Linked DNA regions of Anser cygnoides: region 2 is linked to region 1. Evidence: chromatin contacts called from public Hi-C data. All regions are on one chromosome and are shown on one strand. Each heading gives the region's core, a stretch centred on a gene start, on an enhancer-like site or on the middle of the called end of the contact. The rest is flanking DNA. Distances are from core to core; before and after follow the strand shown.

Region 1 (3,457 bases), core at 866-3,365:
CCCGGCCCTGGCTCTCTCCTTTTCTTGCCCAGGACCAGGGGAAAGTGGCACGGGAGGGGGAAGCCCTTTCTGAACGTGCGCTCTCCGAGCAGGCGGGGTTCTTGCAGGAGCCTCTGCGTGCAGAAGCAGAGGTCTGGAGCATCCCTGCCGCGTGCGTCCCGGCAGTGAGCAAAGAGCACAGAGAGCCCTGCAAGGACCACGCAACCTGGGGGAAAACCCCCGAAACAGGCTGGGAATGCTGAATGCAGGTTGGCCGGGCCCCCAGCGTGGTTCTGACTCCAGTACAGGCTTTGGCCCCGCGTGAGCGAGAGCATCCACGCCACCTCCTCCTCCTCCTGTGCCAGCGCAGGAGCACATCAGCCACGACAAGGGCCACCAACCTGCTCGGGTTCCCTGGTGCCAGCAGTGAGGGTGCCCTTATCGGGCATGTTATCGGGGTGTTCCTCCGGCACCCACAATCCCCCGCTCCGTGTGCTATCACCTCTTGGGTATCTTGGCGCATTCCCCAGGAGGAGAAAGTTCAGGCTGGAGCAAAACAGCAGCGAACGGAGGTGTGGGCACACAACTGCCTGCGAACGGCACCGAGCGCAGCCCCCGGGACATGGCATCGGCAGGGCACTGGGGACGGGGTCGGGCAGCGTGGGGCACCAATGTGCACCAGCGGGGAGGAACCCTGCTCCCCCAGCACCTGCGCTCGCTCTCCACCTCGGCAGAGCAAACCGGTGCTCACCAGGGTCCTGCCCCAGCAGGGACCAGCCCAAAAGCGGGCAGACCGTGCCCACGGGCACTGCTGCTGCCTTCCCTGGGGGAGCACCCGGCTGCTTGGCTCCGATCCCCAGCCCTCGCAGCGTGCGCTGGGGATGGTCTCGCCTCCCTCCCCTGCCCGTGGTGCCAGCTGGCTGCAGCATCATGCCGCCGAGGGAAATCTCTGCTTCTCGCCCCAATTTCCCTCCCGCCCAGGCTGCTTCGCCGTGCAGCCGGGTGCTTTGGCGGGCAGCCCAGCCCCTCCTTTCCCACCTGAGCATGGGCCCCGTGTTATGCAAGTGCCAGAGGAGCCGAGGGTGGCTCGGGAGGAGCAGGGACCCTGGGTGGGGTGAGGCAGTGCGTGTGCCCAGCTGGCCACGCAGGTGCCACGGGTGCAGCGCTGGACCCACGCGGCTACTAGCGTTTTGGGGGGATGCCTAAAGTAGCTCTGGGTGCCCCTTGCCCAGTCTTTGGGGGGGTGAAGTCCCAGCCCACGGGGATGGCACCAGCCCCATGGCTCGGGCGATGGGAAACACTACCCAGGCCAAACCTGTCCCTGCTGTGTTTACTGCGAGGGAAGCTGCTGAAGGAGCAGGACATGGCAGCGGGGTTCCTGGGCTCCCCCCCCACATCTTCTCACTAACTCCAGAGGTGGCTCCGGAGGTGGCACAGCTTCCGAGCGGCAGCTGCCCCTGTCCTGTGCAGGACGGCTGCCCACGGCCCTGCCGGCAGCGTCTGCGTGGGAATGACGGAGCCAGGGAGACGACCACGGGGCTGGGGACCAAAGCACGCAGCCGGGGGCCACCACCGCTGCCCGGCCACGCGCAGGGCACCACCGGCCGCAGGACACACCTGCGCCCTGCCACCCCACGCGCCCTCGCCGGCGGCACCCACCTGTGGAAGAGCAGCAGGATGGAGAGCAGGGTCTGGTCGATGTTCCTGTTGCAGATGCCCTGGTTGAAGAGGTAGCAGGGGTCCCGCACGACGGGCTCCAGCGAGTCCTGGCGCATGATGGAGCTCAGCTTGTCGGTGTTGAGGTTCTTGCGGACCAGCTGCTCCTGCAGCTGCCGGAAGCTGCTGACGGTGGGGCTGCCCGGGTTGTTGTTCTCGCCCCCGGCCCCCTCCTCCGGCCCGCTCCGGTTGGCCAAGTCCAGGCAGCAGCTGCAGCAGTCCAGCCCCACGGGCGACCGGCACTCCTCCGCGGGCGACGAGGACATCCCGCGCCCCCTGCGCGCCGCCGCCGCCGCCACCGGGCCGCTCCTGGGGCCGCGGTAGGGCGAGCGGCGGCAGGACGCGCCCGGTACCGAGCGCCGCGCACAGCCAGCCGCCCGCCCGGCCCCGGCCCCGGCCCCGGCCCCGCTCCCCTCCGCTCCGCTCCGCTCCGCCCGGCGCTGATTGGTAACGGCGGCCCCGAGCGCCCGGCCGCCGCCGCTCCCCGCCCCGCCGCCGCCGCCGCCCCACCCCGGGCCGCCCCGCGGGAGCCCGCCCCGCCGGCACCCGCCGCTGCCAGCCCGGCACCGCCCCGCCCGCGGCCGCTGCCAGCCCGCCCCGGGGGGGCGCCCCGCCGGCAGCCGCTGGGGGCACGCGGTGACGCCGGGACCCGCTGCCGCTGCGCCCCGCGGGGAACCGACCCGCTGCGCCCACGGACCCGCCGCGGACACGCTGTGACACCGGGACCCAGTGCCACCCCAGTGCCACCGCACCCCGTGGGGCACCACCCCGCTGGCACCCACTGACCCGCCGGGGACACGCTGTGGCACTGGGACCCGCTGCCACTGCACCCCGCGGGGCACCCGCTGGCACCCACTGACCCTCTGGGGACCCACGATGCCGCTAGGAACCTAGTGCCACCCCCGTGCCACTCCAACCTGTGGGACACCACCCCACTGGCACCCACTGACCCTCTGGGGACTCACAATGCCACCAGGACCCAGTGCCACTCCACCCCATGGGACAGCACGCCGCTGGCACCCGCTGACTCACTGGGGACGTGATATGACATCGGGACCCGCTGCCACTGTGCCCCACGGGGCATCACCCCACTGGCATCCACTGGCACCTGCTTGCCCACTGGGCACCCACTGTCCCTCCACCCTCAGGACACAGCCCCACCAGGTGCCCGCTGCCCTGCTGGGCACCCACCACCCTGTCGCCCCCTGGGACACTATCCCACAGGCACCCATGGCCCTGCCACCCCCACTCTGCGCCTCCTGGGGTGGAGTGTGGCCATCAGCCCCCAAGGCTTCGGGCAAAGCCCCATGTGGCTCTGGAGAAGAAAACGGAGAAGAAAAGCCCTCGGGTGGCAGAAAAGCCTGGAGTGACCCAGCAGCACCGCTGCAGCTGGAAACCCTCGGACCCAGAGCCAGAAAGAGGCGCAGGAGGACAGTGCACGAGGGAGGTGGGCAGAAGGGTTTATTTGCCTGTGGGACACCGGGGACAGGCAATGGGAAAAGGAAATTTCAGCAGAGGGAGGAGAAGTGACTTCCCTGGCAGTGCGGCACTCCGGTGGGAGCATCTCCCACAGCGAGCTGCAGGCTGGCCAAGAATGGCCGGGGCACGTCACGCTGCCCTGACAGTGATGGGACACGGGACAAGACCGGCGGAGGCGTGGGGACGGCTGCCCTGGGATGCCGGGAGGGGTAGGGGGACACTGAGGTCTCGGCTGGGGACCACACGCCCAGGGCTGGCTGCTGTCACCATCCCTGCACGCGTC
Region 2 (3,673 bases), core at 250-2,749, 620 kb after region 1:
AATCCAGTTATTTTGCTCAAAATCAACTGGTATATATGCTGCAACACGCTGACTCTTCTGGAAACTTTCAGTTCCATTCAAATCACTGTTTCTGCCTTCACTCTGCCGTTGTCCCTACCCTTGTCTGACCGCTGTGCTCATCACAAGCAGGACACAACACAGCCGCCTGATGCCAAGCCCGCTTCACCTCTCGTTTCCTGAAAGGCGCAGGCAGAGCTGGGGAGATGACTCTCTCTCAGCCAGACAGCTGACGAACCTCAGCAGGCTGCGCGCCAGCCCGGGTGAGAGCCACAACAGGCCTGATTGGCCCGCACGCGCTGAGCCCATGCCTCTCCCCACCCAGCACAGCTCACGAACTGGAATAACCCATCGCCCAGCTGGGCAGAAATGTCAAGCGCACAGCCTGCACGTAGCTGACCTTAAAAAAAAAACATAAGGGAAAAAGAAACCCAACCCTCAAACTGGCAAAACATGCTGGTGCGGGTAAACGCTCGGGCTGTCCCTTCAATGCTTAAAAGATACTGGCAGCAAAAGGGAATCCTAGGAATCCAGGCTGGCAGAGCTGGGGCAGTATTGCTCTGTACAGACCTTGCTGCAGTCCTTCCCTGGTTTACAGTAATCTAACACCTGGGTATTATTGAAAATGAGATTTTAAAGCAAATAATGCCATGCATCAACTTCAAAAATGATCAGATTTGCATAATAGCAGCTGCATAACAATAGGGAAAAGATTTGAGTCATGATGTAGTTATTTTCTTTGATATAGACGATACAAATACTTGAAAACTTATAAGGGAATAAAACAGGTCTCAAAGATCAGACATCGCAGTCACACCTGTAGGCAACATTGTAACTGCATTTCTAGAGGAATGTGAACGTGCGGAAGAAAGTCACCAGCCTATCAACCACTCCTCACTGAGAACACCTCTGCCTTTATATGCTCCCAGCCTATCACCCAGCCCTAAGAGCAGCTACAACTAAATAAATAAAACAGCGAAGCTGCGAGCCTGGAGAGGTGCTTCCACAGAGAGAGGGGCCAGGCGACCCCCAAACACCATCTCAGAGCCTTTCAAGCTGTATCCCCCCGCAGGCAGCTCCCTGCTCCCCATCCCCTGTCCCCCCGCCCCGCTTACCGGCGGGAGGCGGCGAGCTGCAGGGCGCTGTAGGGGAAGAGCCGCAGGCAGGCGGTGAAGTTCCCCTTCCAGAGGGCCCGCAGCCCCTCGGATCGGCACAGGCTGCTCCCGGCTCCTCGCAGCCCCTGCCGGCAGTGCCAGGTGCCCACCTGCGCCAGCACCGTCAGCAGCTCCAGCGGCGCCGTCAGGCTGAGGCTCAGCGCGCCCGCCAGCCCGGCGCAGCCCAGCCGCTGCACGGCGGTCAGCCGGCCGTCCCGCCGCCAGGTGGCCATGGCCCGGCTCGGCCCGGCCCGGCCCGGCCCGGATCAGCACGGCCGGGCTCGGCTCCGGCAGGCTGGGCCGCCGGGGGGCGCCGCGGATCCGCCCCGCCCCGGCTCTGCCCTGCCCAAGGCGGGCGGAGCAGCCCCGCGCCTCCCTCGGCCGGCGGTGTGCGTGAGTTAGTTGGGGTTCCCCAGGTCAGCGAGGGCGGGTTTTGGGGATGTGCTGCTAGGGAAAAGGGGAAAAAGGAGGAAAAAGGCTTGGGGAGCAGGGAGAAGGGAGTGGAAAGGAGATCCAGGCAGCCAGCGGGATTTATGGAGTGAGGAGGCAAGAGCAGTGATTTGTGCAGCGCGTCTGCTCTGCTTCTTGTCGTGAACCAAAATGAAACCTTCATGAGCCTGTGTTTGGTACCCTGTACTGTGCATCCAACCAGCGTAAGGACATCCCCTTTTGGCAAAAATGCTCTGCTTCTCGTCCAAGAGACTATCCCCCAATCAATACAAGAGCTAAAATACATCTCTAGTTGTCAGGATCCCAACTATTTAGGGTGTTGTGTTTCCTGGTGGGAAGAAAGTGGTTAATCGCTAGGGAAGGGATAAAAATCAACTCTTTAAAGGACCATTTTGAAACAAGAACGCACAGGTATAAACTTGCTGTACATTAATATTGCTTAGGAACAGGAGACTCCTAACCATAAAAGGGTGATGTCTCTTCCAGGGGTTTGCCTCTCTTACTAGTCTGCACAAGACAAGCCTCAGCTTATGACTCTTCCTGTGCACGTTTTTTTTTGCCATTCAGTCTTCCCATTTCCATTATTCATTTGTGGTTGAGAATTTTTTTATTTTTTTTCTTAACATACTTGTTCTGGCTGGTAAAATGAATCAGCAGATGTCCTCAGCTTCTCACAGAACAATCTAATCCGTGGAGAAGATGATCCTTGGTGTTATTTTTTCTGTTATTTTTTCTCCCGTGTAAACGGACCTGCCAAAATAAAACTGGTCATTAAAAAGAAAGTCACCAGTAGGATCTGAGATTACTAAACATGCTTAATGTAAACGCTTCTTTTCACTATTTCTGCCAGACCAATTAAGTTTATATTGCTTATGTCCTACTTAGTTTCCTGTATCTCAAAAGCTGTCACTACAAGAACAACCAGTGCAACAGTGAATCCTCAGAGGGAACTGATTTTCTTTTGTCTCTTTTGCTATTCACATAAAAATACACTTCTATTATACTTGGAGACTGAATTTAATTGAGCATACATTTTCTGCAATCAAGTCCTTTAAAAGCTATTCTGAAAATAGCTTTTATTTACAAGAAGATTGCTGTGTATTTCTTCAGACCTTGTCTTGCATAGTCATAGTTAATAAAGGATAAAGTACAAGGTGTTTAAAGTACCTGTGAGTTAATTCCTTAATCTCTCCCACAATGACATCATTCTGAATTACTAGACACATTTTAATCAATCACGCGATCACTGAAATTTGCCTCAGACATTCTTGCAGTGAAAACATCAAGGTTTTTGTTTGTTTTTTTTTGAACTTTACAAATAGCTTGGTTGTTATCAACAAGTTGCTTCAGGATGATGCAGTTGTGGCTAAGATCAGAATCAGGTACCACACTAAAATCTGTCAAACCCTGATTTTCTTTTTTTTTTTTTTTTGTAAAGGTAGTGTTGAAGCTTGCTGTCCTTTCCAAAATTAAGTTACATTCTATTTTTAAACCATCTTCCTTGGGCACTCAGTACTTAAAAAGAACACGCTTAAAGTCTCACAGGAAGCTTCTAGATCAGAGAGAGAGAATGAACAAGGCTGTCAAGGAACCCACTTTTCTGCTCATGCCATCCCTAGATACAAGTTAGAAAAGCTCTAAATTTAGAGCTCTCTGAGGTGTTTAGTTGTCCTTGCTCTCCAGGACGTTTGCTGGAGACTGCTAGAGTGCAATGTGCTCTGGGTCTGTTCCTTCCTCGGGGCTGGGAGGAGAAGCCACTTCAGCAATCACCACGGGTTGTCCCTGGGACCAATCGTGAAAATTACTAGATTTGCTTATGATAATCCAGGACGTCTGTGACTGAGCCAGAAATAGGACCTCGCACTCCCACTCCTATGACTTAATCACAAGCCTGTCTTTCTGTACTAAGAGCGATTCACAGTGCCAGCTGGCTTTGTCAGTTGTAAAGTAGACTTTAGAAAAAGGAACCAAGAATTCTTCCCTCTTCGTGTCTATAATACAAAGCTGGTGCTAGAATTAATGCCACTAATACATATTCTAAGCATAGCTCA

What was found. Hi-C and Micro-C count contacts between places; a contact is called where the count stands out from the background.
Region 2: a contact with region 1 is called in a Hi-C map of liver, with 2.1 times the contacts expected there. The contact joins the promoter of SLC25A43 here to the promoter of TSC22D3 in region 1. A contact is called at or near these places in 2 of 7 Hi-C or Micro-C datasets (both in liver).

What each region holds. Positions count from the first base shown.
Region 1 is chr13:6,629,921-6,633,377 of Taihu_goose_T2T_genome, forward strand. It overlaps TSC22D3 (TSC22 domain family member 3), which reads right to left and starts at 2,116. Exons shown (of 3, transcript XM_013201880.3): 1 at 1,639-2,116. The coding sequence starts at 1,961.
Region 2 is chr13:7,254,788-7,258,460 of Taihu_goose_T2T_genome, forward strand. SLC25A43 (solute carrier family 25 member 43) reads right to left here and starts at 1,500. Exons shown (of 5, transcript XM_048079219.2): 1 at 1,134-1,500. The coding sequence starts at 1,405.